Linked DNA regions of Mus musculus: region 2 is linked to region 1. A link is a contact called in public Hi-C data. All regions are on one chromosome and are shown on one strand. Each heading gives the region's core, a stretch centred on a gene start, on an enhancer-like site or on the middle of the called end of the contact. The rest is flanking DNA. Distances are from core to core; before and after follow the strand shown. Region 1 has its middle 17 kb from the start of Gm46880. Region 2 has its middle 140 kb from the start of Gm2560.

Region 1 (5,196 bases), core at 1,521-4,020:
CTATCTCTTTGCCAGAGGGGGCATTTCCTAAATCATCCAAAGAAGAAAATTGTCAATTCTATTTTTGAAATATCTCCACAGATGGCATTCCATAAGCTCCCCTGCTAATTTGCACCAGTGTTTAATCAGCCTGACTCAAAAAAAAAAAGTCCATCCTTACAGCTAACTCAATGCTCTCTTGTTAGAACTTAGAAGTGTTTGCCTCCCCATAGGTAGAAGTGCAAAACAACCTAAGAACTCAATAGAACGCCAGTTCAAATGTTCTCAATTTCTGAAAAATGCATGTGACATTTCTAAAATAAATTCTCAATTGTATATTAAGTTTTTCTTGTAACAAAGAAGAGCCCTCATGTCAACTATGGAGACTGAGTCAATAAATACTCAAATGTCCCTTTATTCTGAGCAGGAGTAATATATAAAGAAGTGACTTAGAATCACTGAAACTAAGTTTTTCCAGAAAAAAGGGAAGACCTATTAAGGTTAACACTAACCCTTGAGAGTAATACTCAGCCTTTCACATATACTGCCTACTATCGTTCAAAGTCTCCAAATGTACACAGGTTGTTTGTTTATGAAAAGTATTAATTTTTTTTTCCGATTATTCACCTACTTACATAATGCTGTGGGATAATTAGCTATTACTCAAGCCAGATTTCTACAAGTGACTCTTTTCAAATAACATGAGGCTGTGAGGAATAGGATTGGCTGAAGTGCCTGAAAGCAAGCAGGGCAGCAAGGCAGGTCACTAGTTTTATTGTGAATGTTGACTTGGGGCTAATCTTGTGTCTCCAAACTAGGTAATATTTCATTATTCATGATGGTGTGGCAAGAATAAATGCAGGCACAAAAGTTACAAGGTAACCATTAAAATGGGAAGTCTGGTTCCCATTGTTGCATAATGAACTCTTAGTAGCTTTGTGGAAGTTGTCTTGTTCTGGGCCCTTAAGATCACCAGTTCCAAGGAGAGGCATCCATTACAAAATTAAGAGATATAACATCCAAGGAAGAATAACATTACCTTCTTCCAAGGTACCAATGAACCAGAAATAATAAACACCAGAATCAAAATGTTAGCTCCAAAATGGATACCATCTTCTATATGTTTTCAGAACTATGAAGAGCACAACAGCAAATGTGGTCAAGCATCTATCCATTCTTTAAGCAAAACACACCAGCAAATGACAGAACAAGAAGAAAATCCTGCTCCTTCACCCATATGATCTCATGATGGATAGACACTGTTGGCTTACAGGCAGTACTTCCAGGCTCCTCCCAGGGACCTAGCCATTACCTGCCAGCAGGTATGGGCAGTATATAAGAGGACTGCCCCACCACCCCAGTGCTCTCTGTGTTTCCAAGTGTTCCATTATACTTCACAACAGACACACTATGCTATCATTTTTTAAAATGTCCACTCCCTAAAAAACATGTTCTTCTTGCAGCATAGTCTCCTTCCCAAGGTAACATTTTCAACTTAGAACCACATTTACTAGAATTTTCATGCACCCACTGGCTAGTTTTATCTCAACTTGACATATCTAACTTGAGTCCTTTGAAAAGAGAGAAGGGACTTGAGAAAATGCCTCTATGTGATTGGGCTGTAGAAACACTCTAAAGAATTTTCTTAATTAATGATTGACATGGGGTGGGGGGAGACAGACCATTGTGTGTGGTCTCACTCTTTGTCTGGTATTATGAGAGAGCAGGCTGAGCAAGCCACGAGAAGCTAGCTGGGAAGTAGCACTCTGCTGTGGCCTCTACATCACTTCCAGCCTCCAGGTTCCTGCCCTGCCTGCCTTCCATGAAACTGTAATAAAGAGTGAGTGAGACAAAAATCTTTCCTCACTCAAGTTGCTTTTGGTCATGGTGTTTTATCACAGTGACAGTAACTGTAACTAAGAAGCACAATACTGAGGGGAGTCTTATCTGAGAAATGGGAAATCTAAAGGCAAATAAGATGGCATCATGGGACAAGAAAAGCTTGGAGACAAAATGATTGTTTAGTCAACAGAGAAGCCTGAGCTAGGAGTCTCTGAGAAGCCTTGTTTCCATGTCTGAAGATTCCATAAGACACACATTTAAATTCCTGCTTTGTTGAGCACCAGCTACATCCTACAGATAAGCCTCAATGTTCTTATCTACAAAAGGACGATGGTAAACCTTGGGGGGGGGGATAGTTTATGGTGACCTCGTGGGAAAGAGACATGTAAGAGGCTTGGAATCATGTCTGTGAAGAAGGCATTAGAAGATGCTGCAACTCCCATGAAGATTACAGGGAGAGAAAAATGTGCCTGGGACAAGCTTTCGGCTGCTGTCAAAATCCCCTCAAAGCCAGAATGCAGAAGAGCTTGACCAGAAGAATGTGGGAGCTATCCTGGCAACTGGCCATTCCAGTGTCCCCAGTAGGTCTTTTCTCGTTCCCCTGCCACCTCCCCCCACTGCACACCTTTCAGCTTCTCCTCCAACCTTTATGTTAATAAAGTCAGTAATTGCCTTTTCTGGCAGTTCATAGAGAAATGCTACTCCTGACCTCCTAGCCTGCTCCTCAGAAAGGAAAATGCCCTTTGGTTTTCAGAGACTTAGCACCCAGCCTCTGAACAAGATGCCTCTCTCTTAGCAGATCTTTTCACATGTGATAAGCTTGGCAAGTTGCCCTGGTAAGTGTCAAGCCCTGAATGTTTTTGTTTTTGCCCTGGTGGTCCTGTGGAGTTACTGGAATACTTCTGGAGATCTGTTTTGTATCAAGTGCTCAGCCCAGGGTGACACTGAGAAGAAGCAGGTAGAGACTGAGAGGGGCTCTGGACTTCATCGTGTTTAATTCTGATAGCCGACTCCCTGTCTACCCTGTACTCCTTAAAGCTCCCTTCAATCTTTCTCTGGCCCCTTTCCTGTGGGCTCTTCTGTATTATAGGGCAATCTCTCTCTCTCTCTCTCTCTCTGTGTGTGTGTGTGTGTGTGTGTGTGTGTGTGTGTGTGTGTTCTTCCTTTTGTTCCCCTGAGAGGGTTGCCAAAACTCCTTATCTGTTGATGAATGAAAGAAATTTCTCTTGGGCAGGCTAGACTTGCTTAATGCAGCCCTGGTCAGCACTGGTGGTCATTGAGTTAAAGGAGCATCAAAAGTCAAAGCACACTGAAATATCATAGTTGCCTGTTGTGCCAGGAAGTGCCACGGGCTGACGTTTTCCTCCAGGAGGGGTGGAGGGAAGGGCGTGTGAGACTAATGGAAGCAGTCTGGCATTCTTTCCCTGACATGGAGACACCCAGTACCAGATAGTTTTGTCCTTGGCGTCTGTATTAATTCCACTTTTTTTTTCCCCTTAAGCCATGCTGAAGAGTTCAGCTGTGTTTTAATTTAGTCAAATATCAATCAGTGAAAATTCTTTTTTATATGGACTTTTAACATATTTGAAGTGAGATTCATTTTCTTAAGTTCCTTGAACCTCAACCATCCAAATCCTTTTCTCTAACTTTTCAAATTAATTTTGAATAACTATCAGCACAAGTAATATAAAAGAGGTATTTCCATTGGTGTAAGTACTCCATGATGTAAGCTATGTTTCTCACTGTCTCTTATAGTGTCATCTATAATATGCATACTCACTTAATATGGAATAAATGATGTAAGTCAAGAGTCAAAGAAGGGCCCTCTTCCAGAATCTCAAGTGACCATTGTTCACACAAATCAGGAAGAGGAAACTGCTGAAGAAACAAGGAAAGAAAATGATCTAGTTTCAGAAGATGAGACTGGAGTTGGCAGGGAGATGGGAGGGCAGGGAGATGCCAGGTGGTCACCTAGCAACTGCCAAGAGACTCATTATGTCACAGTCTCATCATTAATTTACTAAGTACTTACAAGTTGCTAATGTGCAATGAGTACACTCTTCTCACCATCTGGGGAAGAATGCTGGAATAACAGTTAACAATACACTGTAGGTCAGTGAGGCTGAGTTTAAACCCCAGCCTTATCTGTTGCTTTGTGTGACCAGTTTCAACTTATTACATCACTTCAAACCTCTATGTGCCCACCTGGAAAAGGGATATAGCAACGATAGCTACTTACTTGTATAAACAGAGTCTTTTTTTATTGTGGATTTATCTTTAAAAGTGTGTCAATCTAAGCATCTGTCATTCATTTTCCAGAAAGCCTTATAGCCCATATGTGTCTGATATAAATACTAGATACATGCATACATGCATACATACATGAATACATGCATACATGCATACATGCATACATACATGCATGCATACAAGCTGCAGAATGAGGTAGTTCTCACCTGTTCAGCACTTGGAGGCTGAGGCAAGATGTTTGCCCCAAAGAAGAGGCTAGCCTTTTCTCAAAAATTACACATACCCACATACACATAAATGGTTTGTTTATTTATTTTAAAAACAAAGATGGTTCAATAAAATTAAAATAAACTCCCAGAATACGTAAAGTTTACAAGTTTTCCCTTCAAGAATCAGGAAGTCCTTTGCAAGGATTCTGCTTGTTTACAAAGAGCTGTTTTCTGAAACTGACAAGTTATAGTCGACGCATTGTCTGCTATAGAATGGAGGGAATATAATTTTTTTCCTTGTACCTGATATTATAGATTCATCAATGATCTAGCAATCTAGTGGAAAGCGGCCTACAAATGTCTTAGGAAGAAGAAATATGTGGCCATTTCTGCCTGTGGCATTCAAGAGTTATGATTTTTGAAGGTTTCTGTCTTAGGGACTAGAAAGACTAAAGATTTGGACTCATGTCTCATTCCACAGTACACACACATAAATAAATCCATCTCTGCCTGCCTGGCAGATCTGGTAACCGCCTAGCTCCCTGCCTAGTTGGTGGTTAGCTCATGATCTGAGAAAATAATCTTACTGGAGCTAAAACAAAAACCCACCTCTCCATTTTCTGCTCTTTTGTTTTAATTGTTTTCATTCTGAATTTTAAAGTTTCTTTTTTTTTTCTTTTTCTCTCTTTCATTAACTTTCTCTGTGAAGTCCCTGTACTTTTGGTCATTATTTGTGGAGTCTCACAAAGACCCTGTGTAACACGGCCCCATGTCACTTCACACAGAACATTTCCCTGTGCTCTTGCCGCTTCCTGTCCTCCCAAGCAGGCCTGGCTATGAGCCCAGACACAGGTACATGTGGCACACTGGCTCTCTGCCTCTTCCTTTTATGACCCAGCTGATCATTTAATGTGTT
Region 2 (5,196 bases), core at 1,316-3,815, 1.2 Mb after region 1:
ACTGCTACATTCTATCACTCACTCAGAGAATGATGCCAACATTCAGTAGTTGCACATCTGGTTTCATTTTGCTCTCTCGTCCTCATCTTTGATAACCCAACTTGCAGACTTCTGTTCTTTTCTGTCAATTTCTAAAACTTCCAAAGTGGCAGGGGAAAGCACTTATCTGCACGTATCAGCAATGTTAAATGGAAATGAGAATGGCCTTGTCTGGGGGCTGAAACACTTAATACTCTGCTGAGAAGAAAACTAGTCATTTATTTTGGTACAAATGCTGATCAATCAATGAAATATCTCATGAAGACAAAGACCTGACAATATGACCAATAACCCTGCCCTGCTTTTTTATGAAGACCTATCTAGGTTACCTTCATCAGAAAAGAAAATTTAGCTCATTATTTTTCCCCATAATTTGTTTATGTGAGGAAACATTCAAATTAATGTTATTGACATAAACACATAGCTTACTTAGACTAAGTGCAGAGCATAATATCATGTGATTCCAAACTTAATCTGGAGGTGTGGTCTTAGGGTTTCCTGGGAAGTGGACAATGCTGAGAAAAGCTAATTTTCAGTGGGCATCCGCAGCTTCTTGAGCTTGAACTTCAGAGCCTCCCAGGCGCAGAGGCTCTTGGTCTGCATTGTGTGAATACTAAGGAGACACCAATCATTGCCTAGGAAGCATAGTACACTTCTTTGATTGTCATTCTTCCTTATCAGACAGGATGCTCCATGATACCTGGCATTTTTCCCTTTCATATTTCCAAACCTTCATTTTCTACTAAAACTATAAAATAAATCAGAGCTCAACAAATATTTGCTGAATAAACTGATCACCCTCACTGACTGGTACATTTTCACCAAATGCGTTTTATTGAGTTCACACACAGATGGGTGCAAACATGTCTGGCACAAAGACTCCTGTTGGCCATTACTGCCGGAAAAGGTCCCGCAGAGCTCAGCAGCCAAGATGTGTGACTTCACCGAGGACCCGACCACAGAATTCAAGGAGGCTTTCCAGCTGTTTGACCGAACAGGCGATGGCAAGATCCTGTACAGCCAGTGTGGGGATGTGATGTGGGCCCTGGGCCAGAACCCTACCAATGCCGAGGTGCTCAAGGTCCTGGGGAACCCCAAGAGTGATGAGATGAATGTGAAGGTGCTGGACTTTGAGCACTTCCTGCCCATGCTGCAGACCGTGGCCAAGAACAAGGACCAGGGAACCTACGATGATTATGTTGAATGCCTTCGTGTGTTTGACAAGGAAGGAAATGGCACCGTCATGGGTGCTGAAATCCGTCATGTCCTTGTCACACCGGGCGAGAAGATGACAGAGGAAGAAGTAGAGATGCTAGTGGCAGGGCATGAGGACAGCAATGGTTGCATCAACTATGAAGAGATGGTGCTGAATAGCTGAGGACATTCTGTATCCCGAGCCTGTTCCTTGCCCAGTGTGATTTCTGTGTGGCCCCAGAGGCTCCCCTGTCACAGCACCTTGCCCATCTGGTTTCTTTTGGATGATGTTTGCCTTCACCAAATAAAATTTGCTCTCTTTGCTCTCAAAAAAAAAAAAGGAAGAAAAGAAAGAGAGAGAGAGAGAGAGAGAGAGAGAGAGAGAGAGAGAGAGAGAGAGAGAGAGAAAGAAAGAAAGAAAGAAAGAAAGAAAGAAAGAAAGAAAGAAAGAAAGAAAGAAAGAAAGAAAGAAAGAAAGAAAGAAAGAAAGGCTCCTGTTGTCTGAAAGATGCAAAGGTTTCCAAATGTTCTGTTTCAGGCCGTGTCACTATGCTGTTGATCTGTTCCCTAGGACTTGTGGTTAAGGTATTTTAGACTGTTCTATAGATGAAATGTTTGTGTCCTCTTGGAGTTCACATCAGGAAGCCTAATACAAATAAAATGGTTAGACTAGTATTTTGTGGAGAGTTTTGAAGAAAACTTGCTCTTAAAGGTTAATCCTTCATGAATGACCTTAACCAAAGAGAGACAAGATTCATCCATTCATATTCTTCCCCATCCTTCACCCTTCTTGACCACTGTGAAATAATATAGTGAAAAAAGCAGCCAACATCAGAAAAGAGGCAGAAAGAGAGCCTTTATTGGGCATAAGATCTGTGAGAGCCTTGCTCACAAACTTCTCAGCCTTGAGAGCAGTCAGAAAATACATTTCTGTCTTCTGCACCACCCCATCTATGATATCTTGTCACGCTGCCTTTGATGGACTAAGACAGACATAGAAAAATGACCATGGCATGAGAAAGACAATAGCCTGAGAAAAAAGTGGCCCTTCTGCTTTATGTAAAATCAAATCAAGCTCTTGAGATTATGATCTGATGGCTGCCACAGAAGGGCGCTGTAAATTCCTCACAGTCCATTTTCTAGTGGTTTTAGAACTTAATTGTCTTTACTTGGGTCAATAGCATTGAGCATGGAGGGACGTGTGATAAGATGGTTGTGGCGTTTTGTAGGCGATAATTAAAATCCTTGCTTTTTAGCAGGGAAATTGCTTTTACTCACAGTTTTCTTTAGAGCTGAACAGATCATTGAACTGTACTTGCATCCTCCTCTATAAATATGTATCAATACCACACTAGTCATCCTCTGTGCTAAGGAGCTTGTACTGAGCCAGTATTAAAGTTGGCATGCAGGGCTGGGTTGAATATCAAAATGTGTCTCTCTGTAGACCGTTTGTTATGCTGGTTGACTCCCTCATTAAAAATGGAGGAATTATTTACTTCATTTCTGTTTATTTAAAGTGGCTCGGAAGCAACTGGATAGCAAAGCGTTTTCAACAAAGAGAAATAGTGACACCTTGTGGAAGAGTCTAATTTCATCTCCAAGTCTGTTAACATTTCTACCTTCAAAATAAATGTTTAGGAGTACACATTCTCTCCCTTGGGAACAAGTGTACCTTTATATTGGACTTGATACCATATATATTTCATATTATTTTATGGTGCTGCTATCAATCACACTGATTTCCTCTTAAAAAGTAAAATTATTGACATTCTTTAGTGACTCTCCAGGCCTATTATTGTAAATAATAATGGTGACTACAAGAGATTTATCCTTCCAACCTATATCCATCTAAACATACTCTGAAGCAGTAACAATGTGCTCTGTGAAGCATTGGAATCAAACAACACGGAAATACAGGGAATTTTATAATAATCAACAGCACTTACCACTGCTCTTGACAGGCTTTGCCTATTTTGCATATAATTTCCAAAACTGAATTAAAACACATATAAGTACCAAGTACCCAAATGACCATATATCCAAATATTGAGTGAGTAGTAAGCTGGTGTGAAGCTACCAGCAGCTAATGTTAAAATTCTATGGCTATTAATTATACTGCCAATCCTGGATGAGTCCCTTGCAGCTATGGTGAACTTCTGGTGCTTACTCAAGTAGTCTCCCCAAAGGTCCACAGAAATCAGGCCTGAGATGTAGTTCTCACCTTCCTTCTGGGTTCCAGTAGATGTGGGTTTAAGTCTCCTGTATAACACCGGACAAGTTTCTGAACGTCTATCACTATATATCTAGCAATGGACCACTAAGCTTTTACTAACTGAATGATGTATTTTAAATATTGAGGCAGCATTGCCAGAAAACTATTCTTTCTCTTTTCCAGTGTTACCTTTCTCTGTTGCTGCTTCTCTGGGTCACACACCGGGACTTCTTTGAGTAAGTTTCTTGAATGATGCTGTTTTACATGGAAAGTGAGAGCAGATCCTCCCCACACTGCAGTCTAGAGTTTGAGCAGCATCTCGGACTAACCAAAAACCGGACTCTGCCATTTACCACCTGTGTGATCTTGAGCAAAGTACCAAACTTCTCTGGGACCCTGTTTCAGAGCACTTAATAAATGAGGATTGAGCATTGTCCTACCTCCTACAGTTCTATCATGAGGATTAAATGTGTTAATGTATGCAAAGCACTGACTGGCACCAGGCAAAAGCCACGTAAGCATTCACTATTAGTGTAGCATTGTATAAAATAAGTGATAAAGAAAACATTTGGCCTACTCATTAAAATGATCTTCAGGGTGTGTGGAGGGGATGGCAGGGGTCGGGGGGGGGGAGGAAAGGCATTTCACTTCCAAATGTGACCAGCCCAGGGAAGACCATCAGAGTCAGATGCTAGACTATTCCAGTGCTACTACTGGTCACTTTGGTGTGCTTAACTGTTTATGAATACATACGCTCAACTGGAATATGTAATTCATTTTATCCTTTTTAGATAGATAAAATCACAGTTTGAGCTTAAATTATGTTCTCTGCTGTGATGTAGACATGGTTGGATATTTTCCAGCCAACAGAAAGAGGACGATCAGCTTGAGCCTATTTGGGTAAGAAACTGAAGCAGATCTCAGGAAATAACTCATCCTGAGAGAAAAAAAATCTCAAATAAATATGCCCAGTAGCAAAGTCTGTGATCTCTACACAGGCAGCAGAATCTTTCTCACTAGAGTGACTTCTAGTCCCCTTCTCAATTTATTGAATACTGTTTGTTTTATTGATTTTTGCCATTGTTGTTCATTTGTTAGAGACTTGTTCTTTCTGTATTTTAAAAACTATTTCAGAAGAAAGTTTAAAATGCACCTTATATTACTGACTAACATTCACAGCCATTAACTAGGTAGCACTGGGTAAATTCTTGGATGTTCTCAAATACCTTATCTATTAACATTCTGCCTTTCATTTACAATTTTATTGGTGGTTTGTTTTTTTTTGTTTATTTGTTTTGTTTTGTTTTGTTTTGTTTTGTTTTACACTGTTACTCACTTCTGAAAGCACAAAACTGCAAGCAATGCACTCTTTCTCTTCATGGTACTTAGTCTTATGGAGAAATAGCAAATGTGGAACAACTAAACAAAGATGAAGACTTCCATGTAAAGACATCTCTCTCTGAATGGATGTCCTCATCTCTGAATGGATATCTGATGTCATATCGGTAACTGTAAGATGGCAGAAGTCTTGATGACACACTAGGTATGCACCACAAGTATAGCATTTAAGGCACAATTGAGAGACTCTTAGAAATTCTGAATAACTAAATCGAAGGGTCCTCTTCCGGGAATGGTGGTGACCCTAGGGTGATAGAAAAAGACCAAGTAAAAGACCACAAGAAACAAACCTACGTATCAAATGGGGGTGTGCTGCCATATTATTCCTCTTCTTTGACATTTGTATGGCATTC

Evidence for each region. A called contact is a pair of places that touch in the nucleus more often than the background predicts.
Region 2: a Hi-C map of the N1E-115 cell line shows a contact between it and region 1, with 4 times the contacts expected there. The contact joins two enhancer-like sites. A contact is called at or near these places in 1 of 39 promoter capture datasets (cranial neural crest) and 2 of 484 Hi-C or Micro-C datasets (the N1E-115 cell line and cranial neural crest).

What each region holds. Positions count from the first base shown.
Region 1 is chr4:13,262,806-13,268,001 of GRCm38.p6, forward strand. No RefSeq gene overlaps it. Among named protein-coding and RNA genes, the nearest start is that of Gm46880, 17 kb to the right of the region's middle. Within about 2 kb of position 2,771, at least 37 of the 459 cell types and tissues checked have an H3K27ac peak or open chromatin away from gene starts, as enhancers often do. A contact at or near this core is called in the N1E-115 cell line, where this site is marked.
Region 2 is chr4:14,432,921-14,438,116 of GRCm38.p6, forward strand. It overlaps the pseudogene Gm11836. Among named protein-coding and RNA genes, the nearest start is that of Gm2560, 140 kb to the left of the region's middle. Within about 2 kb of position 2,566, at least 7 of the 459 cell types and tissues checked have an H3K27ac peak or open chromatin away from gene starts, as enhancers often do. A contact at or near this core is called in the N1E-115 cell line, where this site is marked.